2 separate regions of the Mus musculus genome follow, and region 1 is linked to region 2. A link is a contact called in public promoter capture Hi-C data. All regions are on one chromosome and are shown on one strand. The core of a region is the stretch at or near the end of the contact, and the rest is flanking DNA. Distances in the headings are between cores, read along the strand shown. Region 1 holds the start of Bves (blood vessel epicardial substance). Region 2 overlaps Atg5 (autophagy related 5).

Region 1 (4,429 bases), core at 718-3,217, 1.0 Mb after region 2:
CACCAGGGGATATGACACCCATTAGTCTCCGAGGGCTCCTGTAATGATTTGTATAGACTAAAGCAAAAATATACACATGCACAAATAAAAATAATAAATAAATCTTTCAAAATTAGAGGGTAAAACCCAGAGCTTTCCCATACGGCTAGTCTTACTGGATGGCTTGCTCTGGGGAACCCCTATCTCTGCTTTCTTGATGATGGACTTAGAGGGGGCATCCTCCCAGGATTAAGGGGTCAGAACTTTAATCCTCTTGCTTGTACAGCAAGCATTTTAATGGCCAAACCTTCATTTCTCAAGTCCTATGAATTATTTTAGTAGCAATCTAGAACAAGAGTGTTCTAAAATTTACTCACTGTTCTGTGGTTAGAATATAGGCTAATTCCAGATCTCATATAATGAGCCATCCCCCAATGAACAAACAGCCACACAGGGAAACCTTTTATTTACAGCGATCCACACCCATACCTCGAATGTATTTAATTGTGGGAGCCAAAATGGCAGACAGAACATCTAGAAATTAACAGACTGAATAGTTAGCGATAAAACACCCAGAATCTGCATTAACACCATTCTAAAACCTTTGCGGGTGTGATGAAATTCAGCTCTCAACACAACCCTAAGGGGCTGGAGACATGGTTCAGTTAGTAAAGTCCTTGCTGCACAAGAATGAAGACAGAAGTTTGATCCCCCAAATCCATGTTAAAAAGTCGGATGTGGAGGTTCAGTTTGTAATCCCAAACTGGTGAGGGTGTGACAGGCAGGTTCCTTGAGGCTCCCTGGTCCGCTAGACTAGCTTAACCGGGAACTTTCAGGTTAATGCGAGACTCACAAGACAAGACTGATGGTCCCTCTGCATGCCCTGGGACATACACTCATGAAGAGAGGAAGAGGGGGAAAGAGGAGAGCGCGTGGGGAGAGCATGGGCATGAAGGTGAGATGGGGGGAGGGAGAGATTTGAGAGCAGGCTCTCTTGAGGTGGAGGAAAGAGGAAAACCGCCACTGTGATCTCCTGCCATCCACCTTCTTTGAGACTTACTTTTCCTGCCCTGCCACTGAAGTTCCCAGGGACTCTCCCCTGTCCCCATGGATACACTGGGATAACAGGTTTTAGGCTGTTGCATCCTGCGTTGTGGAACTGAAAACTCAGGCTTCTCGCTGGTAAGCACTTTACTACTGAGCCAACTCCTCTTTAAAGATTTTAAAGGTTCAATAATGCTGGGACCAAGCCAAGCCATCAACACAGGGGCCTGTGGGGAATGCCCCAGAGCCAACTGGAGCAGACAGATTGCAACTTGGTCTATACTACTTGGCTCTGGAATAGCAGGCGTGCTCTCTACTAGGCAGATTGGACCAATGTGCACCTCGGGGGTACTCTATACGCATCCTGACATAGCGGGGGTTCTGTTTTGATCTTTGATCCCACAGGACTGCGTTCTCTGTCACACAGAGGACACTTGGTGGTTATCGGATGTCCATTTAACCTTTCTATTTGTCCTATAAACTTCATCCCACCGATTTTTCATTACTGTGAACTTTCTTGCATTTCTTATCTGGTCCGGTATACCATGTCCAGTATAAATACTGATTGAAGAATATGTCCATATCCTATTTTTTCTCAATTTCTGGTCCTAAATGTAAGCATTTAACCTCGCTCCTTTGAAATCCAGCCTGCTAGCTTGTAGGTGGGATCTGGCTGGGCTATCAGGTGTCTCGGAGCAACAGCGCCCTCCGAGCCTCGGGCAACTCTCCGAGGGGTCTGTCCTCACTCCCCTGCCCTTTCCAGCGGGGGGCGACCCGCGTCCGCGCGTGTCCCCACTCATGCCCAAACAAGGAAGCGCGGGAGCGGGCGCGCGCACGCGGTGGGCCAGGCAGCGGGTCTGCGGGGAGCGGGGCTCCGCCCGCGGGGGCGACCTCGGGCGGCGCGTGCGCCGTGCGCCCCAGCCGGCCGCCGGGATGCCTATTTTAGTCAAAGCCTCCGCGAACGGGGAGCGGGCCGGGGCCGCGCTGCCTGGGGACCCGCCGCGAGCCCGTCCAGCCACCGCCGCTCGCCGCCGCCGCCGCCGTCGCAAACTTTGCGCGCGCCGCCGCCCCCGGGCCCCGGGACGCGCAAGGTAAGGAGCCAGAGCGCGCGATCGCGCGGGAAAGTTGGGCACGGAGCGGCCGAGCAACTTGCGATGCGCCCGCGTCCCGCGTCGTCCTTGCAGCCGCCCTTCGCCTGCCCGCGCCCCGGTCCCTCGGCGGGACAGCGGGGGGCCGCGGAGCTGTGGACGCTGACACTGCTGTGAGAGCAGGGCGAGCGGGTCCCGGGTGGGGGAGCAGTGGGAGCCACGGGTCCTCGCCACCCGCCCGCGTCCTAGAGAAACGGGTGGCTGCCAGACGGATCCCACAAAACCGTCGCCCCGAGCCGCCCGGAGGTGCGCGGAGAGTCCGGGAAAATATCAGTGAATTGCGCGTCTCCTCAAAAGGTTTTTGCTCATCGCTATTCATCTTCTTCTTTTTTTTTTTTTTTTTTTTTTTTTTTTTTTTTTTTTTTTCTAATTTGGTCAAGGTTTAATGTGCTAGCTTGCTTCCTCGGTCAGGTATGTAGACCTGCAGATGCCTATTTGAAAACCAGTAGATGGGCACGCTTTTACTACAGTGAGTAATTTGGGGAATTAGACGTGGAGGATCTGATGAGAAAGATGACGTTCTGATTTTGACAGTTTACAAATTCATCCAGTAATCTAACCTTCTTCATTAGATCATCATTCATTATTCGTATAAGGGCAGTTCAGTGTAGGCCACTTAAACCTATTAAGAAGTGATTAAGCAGGCCGTTAGACTAAGTCATTGGATAGCGAAAAAAAATTGAACTGATTTATGACAGGTAAGAAGCATTTCACAGCAATATATGTAACTATATATCTACAGCTGCATATAACATTTGCGTATCTTTAATAAGTGTAGCGTAGCAAAGTATGTTCTACAATATGCCTGCATTTAAACCTGGCCATTTAGGGCCGGTGAAAGAGCTCAGGCCGTGAAGGTACATGCCAGCACGCCTGGCAACCTGGGTTGTATCCCCAGGACCCGCGAAGTGGAAGGGGAGAGTCTCCAGCAAGCTGTCCTCTGACTTATGCACCCGTACACCACTGTAGAAATAAACACATGTAATGCATTTTAATAGCTATTAATATTTTCTGGTTTTGAGGAAAATAATAGTTTTCCTTGCCAATTTCCTTTGACCAGAAATGTAAGCTTTTAATGCCACTTCTAAAACCTAAAAGTGAACTATAGCAGATTAGGAGGTAGCATAGGCGAAATATGAGGGGGTGTTTGTGTCGATTAATTTAGTACAAAAATCTGCTTTTGAACATCACAACCCGACTGAGTTTTTTTGTTGTTGTTGTTTTGTTTTGTTTTTAGGGGTTTTCTGTGTAGCCCTGACTCTCTCTGTAGACCAGGCTGGCCTCAAAACTCAGAAATATATCTGCCTCTGCCTCCTAAGTGCTGGGATTAAAGGCGTGTGCCACCACTGCCCAGTTTCGACTGAGTTTTTAAGACCCTGTAGTAAAGCTGTCTCTAGTCCTAGGGGCAGGGATGGGGTTGGGGCTGGGGTTGGGATTGAGGCACAGATTAAAAAGAGAGGCAACATTGGCTGGCTTGTGGTATAGAAGCTGATCAAATGCAGGAAAGTATGATTGAAAAATGATTTTTACATATGTGTTATGTTTCAGGCTCATCTCCTTAGGCTCTTCCCCAGTGACATTATCTATAGGGTCTTGGGAGTGTACGGATTATCCCTGCCTCCCACAGGACATTGGGTAGCCATGGCAACAGGAGGCAGGCGTGACACTCACACTCATTTTAGGGTTCTTGGAACCAGCCCATCGTGATAAGCTTGTATTTTTATTAAGATGTTTGGAAGGTAGTTGGACTCTTATTTTTTTCTTTTTGTAGAAAATCAATATTTAAGTCAACTTTAAGTCAACTGTTATTATTTGTGAGCTGTTTAGGGTGGGTATGTGTTTAGGTGGTGGAGTGCTCTCTTGTCCCCTTTAAAGCCCCATGTGTGAGTGTGTGATCAGCACCACAAAACAAATGTCACGAAAGTCGGCTTTGCCTCAATTCATTTCATAAGATATACAGAATTCATCCACATATACTTGTGTCATGTCCTTTCAAGATGTTCACACCTATGATTATACTACTTAAAACCTGTATTATGTTAAGATGTGAATTTCTTTATTTCAAAGATGTATATATTTCTAAATTAAATTTAAAGATATTTTGGTTCTTCATTTGACAGTAAAAAGTGAAATAGATTAGCTCATCTCTTCTGTAAACCTTTGTAGTTTTGTCAAGGACCAGATTTGTATAATTAATAATACAAGACCAAGCAGAGGCCAAGAATGGACAGGGTGGAGTGTAACTTTGTGTTACATTT
Region 2 (4,183 bases), core at 1,143-3,642:
ACATGAGAAGAAATACTTGGGGGAAAAATGCTCTCCCAACCCGTTTATGTACACCAAAGTCATTTTGGGAAACTTTTATTTTTTTTTATTTTTATTAAAGTAAATTTATAAACTATGACTTTATATTTTTCATTCTGAAAGCTGTGTCTTTTACTAGAGGTGATGGTAATCCAACAATGAGAGCTCATGGTTAATAATATATTTGATTCTTTTCATGTGACATGAAAGTATTGCTTACACCCATGGAAGGAGTTACAGAGACAAAATTTGGAGCTGTGACGAAAGGATGGACCATCTAGTGATTGCCATATCCAGGGATTCATCCCATAATCAGCTTCCAAACGCTGACACCATTGCATACACTAGCAAGATTTTGCTGAAAGGACCCTGATATTGCTGTCTCTTGTGAGACTATGCCGGGGCCTAGTAAACACAGAAGTGGATGCTCACAGTCAGCTAATGGATGGATCACAGGACCCCCAATGGAGGAGCTAGAGAAAGTACCCAAGGAGCTGAAGGGATCTGCAACCCTACAGGCGGAACAACAATATGAACTAACCAGTACCCCGGAGCTCTTGACTCTAGCTGCATATGTATCAAAAGATGGCCTAGCTAGCCATCACTGGAAAGAGAGACCCATTGGACTTGCAAACTTTATATGCCCCAGTACAGGGGAACGCCAGGGCCAAAAAGTGGGAGTGGGTGGGTAGGGGATTGGGGGGGGTGGGGTGGGTATGGGGGACTTTTGGGATAGCATTGGAAATGTAAACGAGGAAAATACCTAATAAAAAAAGAGAGAAAAAAAAGTATTGCTTAGCTGCTTTAACAAGTGGTATTGCTAATAGATTGAATTTTTTTCACTTACTTGTAAGAAGTGCTTTAATCTAATGATATTCATTTACTGATAACCCATCTAGATACATTATAGACAGTCAGTGAATATTCTAACTAATGCAATTATAATCTCTAGAAAGAGGACCTAAGAATGTAGCTCAGTGGTAGGACACAGAGCGTCCTGGCTTTGGCCCTTAGAATGTGGTAGGGATTGTATGTGCAAAGTAATAAAAAGATACCTGCACACCTCAAGTGAATGGCTTCCTAAAGGGAGTCTTCCTGAGTGTCCTGTAAAAGTGAAATGAAATTTACTTTGCCATGTTTTCAATTTGGAAGATAATGAGAGTAAGCACGGTGTTACTCTGTCTGTAAGAGGTTGTTTGAGTCAGGAAGATAAGGATGTGTACACAATGGCTAGTGCACTTTAGGAGAGATAGAAATGTAATGGATCAAGGATCTGTTTGTAACTTCACTGTGGTCTTTACTCTCACTTGGGTGGATGTGAAAGAGATGCCCCACAGTGGGGGCAAGGCAGGGTGGCCGTGGTGCGGCATCTGTCACTCTCTGCAGTGCGCGTCCTTCAGCTGCCTTGACTGTATAAGTACCTCAGCTCTCTGTTCTATTACTGCCCTCCCTTGTCTCTTGAGTTCCTATCATTGCAATTTCAAAGCCTTCCTAATTGAGCTGGGCCTTCTGGTTCCAAAGGCCACACATTTGTGATTGCTAGTGTCAGTTATAGGTGTGATATCCTTAGGAACATACAAGAGGTAACTTCACAGATGAGGATTTTTGGGAACAGTGCAGATTGTGTCAAATGGGCAATAATTACTAAATTAATTTTTAAAATATTTGTAGCTATCATGATAATGAAATGTGGCATGCTGTGAACACTGGTGAGCGGGGAAATGTAGTCAATGTAGTTCTCCTGAGACGCTAACTTATGTCTGCATACTTGTTTTGTGTGTATTTCCTTTAATAGAGTTTTCCAGAAAAGGACCTTCTACACTGTCCATCCAAGGATGCGGTTGAGGCTCACTTTATGTCGTGTATGAAAGAAGCTGATGCTTTAAAGCATAAAAGTCAAGTGATCAACGAAATGCAGAAAAAAGACCACAAGCAGCTCTGGATGGGACTGCAGAATGGTAACTACACAGTGCCTGACTCCTGATTCTGTATACCGTAGTACGCAGCCATAGCCCTGTGAGCAGGTCATGCTTTAGCCGTATGAGTTGGCCCTGGCTACCAGGCCCAAATCCACACAGTATGTACTCCACTTCAGATCTGCACAGTCATCTCTTCCATTTCAGCTTGCCAGTGTTGCTGTGTTCCTGATTCTCTCTCGTAGGCTGGTCACTTATGATTTTAGAAAGAGTGTGGTCCTCATTTCTTAGACATGGCTCTATTTTGGATCATAGTTGGAAGATGAATGCATCCTGAAAGGTCTCTACTCACACCAGGGCTGCAGCTTCGGCCTCCGCTTCTTCACGGTAGTACATTTGCTCTGTGCTTGGCTTCTCCATTGCCACGCTGTGATTTCGACTCTGCCTGCAGGCTGGCTCCGTGAGTAAAGGCACTTGCCAACAAGCCTGACAGCCAGCGCTCAGCCTCCCACCCGTGGAAGGAGAGGACTAGCCCCGTGATTGTCCTCTCTCTCCATGCCATGGTGCACACAGATAGATAGACATAAAGATGCTGAAGTTAGCTATGGAGTGTTTGTGAAGGCAGCTGCTCCATCGTCTCTGTCTAGAAGACTGCCTCTCCTTTTCTGCCCGTTGAACTTCTCACGTCTTTACAGTGTCTATATGGTCACCTTTTGTAGGAAGCCTTCTGTTTGTAGTTAGCAATGTGTATCTAACTTGTCCTGACATTGCAGAGAAGGTGTGGTCCTCCAGCACCTGGGGTCACATAGCCAGCTCCTGGACTGCAGGCAGCAGGGTGGGGCTCCTGTACTTGGTGTGTGTGCCAGGGGCACTGCCCTGTACATGCCTTTTGTTCTCTGGTGTTCCTGCACTGCTGTTTTCTATCTTGCACTGCAGAATGCTCAAGGGGTTGGCATATATCTTACATTTTTATCCTCAAAACATGGTGTTACTTTCAGCGTAAAAGACATAAGTTTTGATTTACTTTTTTTTTTTTATCTCTTTCTCACATGACCAGGAAGTACTATTAAAGTGTTTCATAAATAGTGTAATATTCTTAGTTTAAATTATTTATGGAAATGGCTTTTTATATTTAAGGACTTTTTTTTTTTTTTTTTTTTTTGGTAACAAGGTCCTGATTGTGAGGTCATAGAGCTGTTGTCACCTTTGTGTCGATGTAGTTGTAAATTTGTCCAAATTCAAACAAAGCAGGTGGGCCACTGTTCCATTCAGAGCTGCACCTGGAGAACAGCAAAGCTAAGCACAAGTTTCAACGATTTTTGAATACTTTCAAATGCTAATTTTAATTTTGAAGCTCTCTGAAGGAGAAATAAGAAAAGCTTATGAAACCAAGAAAACTCATTTAAGGCATAATGTGCCTTTCAGTTTTTTATAGGCTTTCAGTTTAGAAACGAGAATGTGCCACCTCTCTGAAACAGTTAATGGTGACAACAGAAAAGAAAGTAGCATTTTTATTTATGGGACAGTTGTCAATTCATGTGGAGTATTTCTGTTCAGCGTCACACTGTATGGGGAGATTTGAGGAAATCACTAAAAGATTACAAGAATGGTACAAGGCTCAGCGTTTAGCCAGTCTTCTCTGAGTGTAGCTACTCCTTTTTCTGTTTGGGTTTTTTGAGACAAGTCGTTCAGCCTAGACAAATGTTTAGTCCCCTGCCTCAGCTTCCAAGTGATGGGATTGTGGGTATGCATTACCATGGCCGGAGTGAGTCAACACTTAAAAAAAATGATTTAAAGTTCCATACACTTGCAGATAAAAGTATGATTTAGCTGTTAAATACACTTAAAATTCCCATTACTTATAAAATGTTGTTAGCCTTTTAAATTAGCTTACAGTGTGCTATTTACCACACACACTCACCCCTTGATTGTTTTTCCTTTGTTGAGACAGGGTTCTAGTATATTCTGACTTCAACTTAGGATCCTCCTGCCTCAGTCTCTCAAATGTTGGGATTGCATACATGTGCAAACACTCGGCTCCAGTTTGCCATTTTTAACATAAAACTGGTTTTAAGAGGAAATAGGAATTATGCAAATAGACTTGGGCTAGGGATAGAAGACTTCTGTAAAGGTAAGGTGAACTCTAAAGGAAGAGAAGAGCCAGCTTGTATTACAGAGCCATGTTTCAAAATACAAGGCAAGAAAGCTTGGTTTGGGTCTTAGTCTCTGCACATTTCTACAACAAGAGT

The links. Promoter capture Hi-C pulls out the DNA fragments that hold promoters and counts their contacts.
Region 1: a contact with region 2 is called in a promoter capture Hi-C map of hippocampal neurons, with 4 times the contacts expected there. The contact joins the promoter of Bves here to the enhancer-like site in region 2. A contact is called at or near these places in 4 of 39 promoter capture datasets (hippocampal neurons, liver, pre-B cells and 1 more), 1 of 484 Hi-C or Micro-C datasets (embryonic stem cells) and 4 of 115 datasets of contacts at active chromatin or transcription factors (embryonic forebrain, embryonic limb bud, forebrain and 1 more).

Annotation. Positions count from the first base shown.
Region 1 is chr10:45,333,768-45,338,196 of GRCm38.p6, forward strand. It overlaps Bves (blood vessel epicardial substance), which reads left to right and starts at 1,968. Exons shown (of 8, transcript NM_024285.3): 1 at 1,968-2,114.
Region 2 is chr10:44,301,754-44,305,936 of GRCm38.p6, forward strand. It overlaps Atg5 (autophagy related 5), which reads left to right. Exons shown (of 8, transcript NM_053069.6): 5 at 1,814-1,976. Among named protein-coding and RNA genes, the nearest start is that of Atg5, 36 kb to the left of the region's middle. Within about 2 kb of position 2,393, at least 14 of the 459 cell types and tissues checked have an H3K27ac peak or open chromatin away from gene starts, as enhancers often do. A contact at or near this core is called in hippocampal neurons, where this site is marked.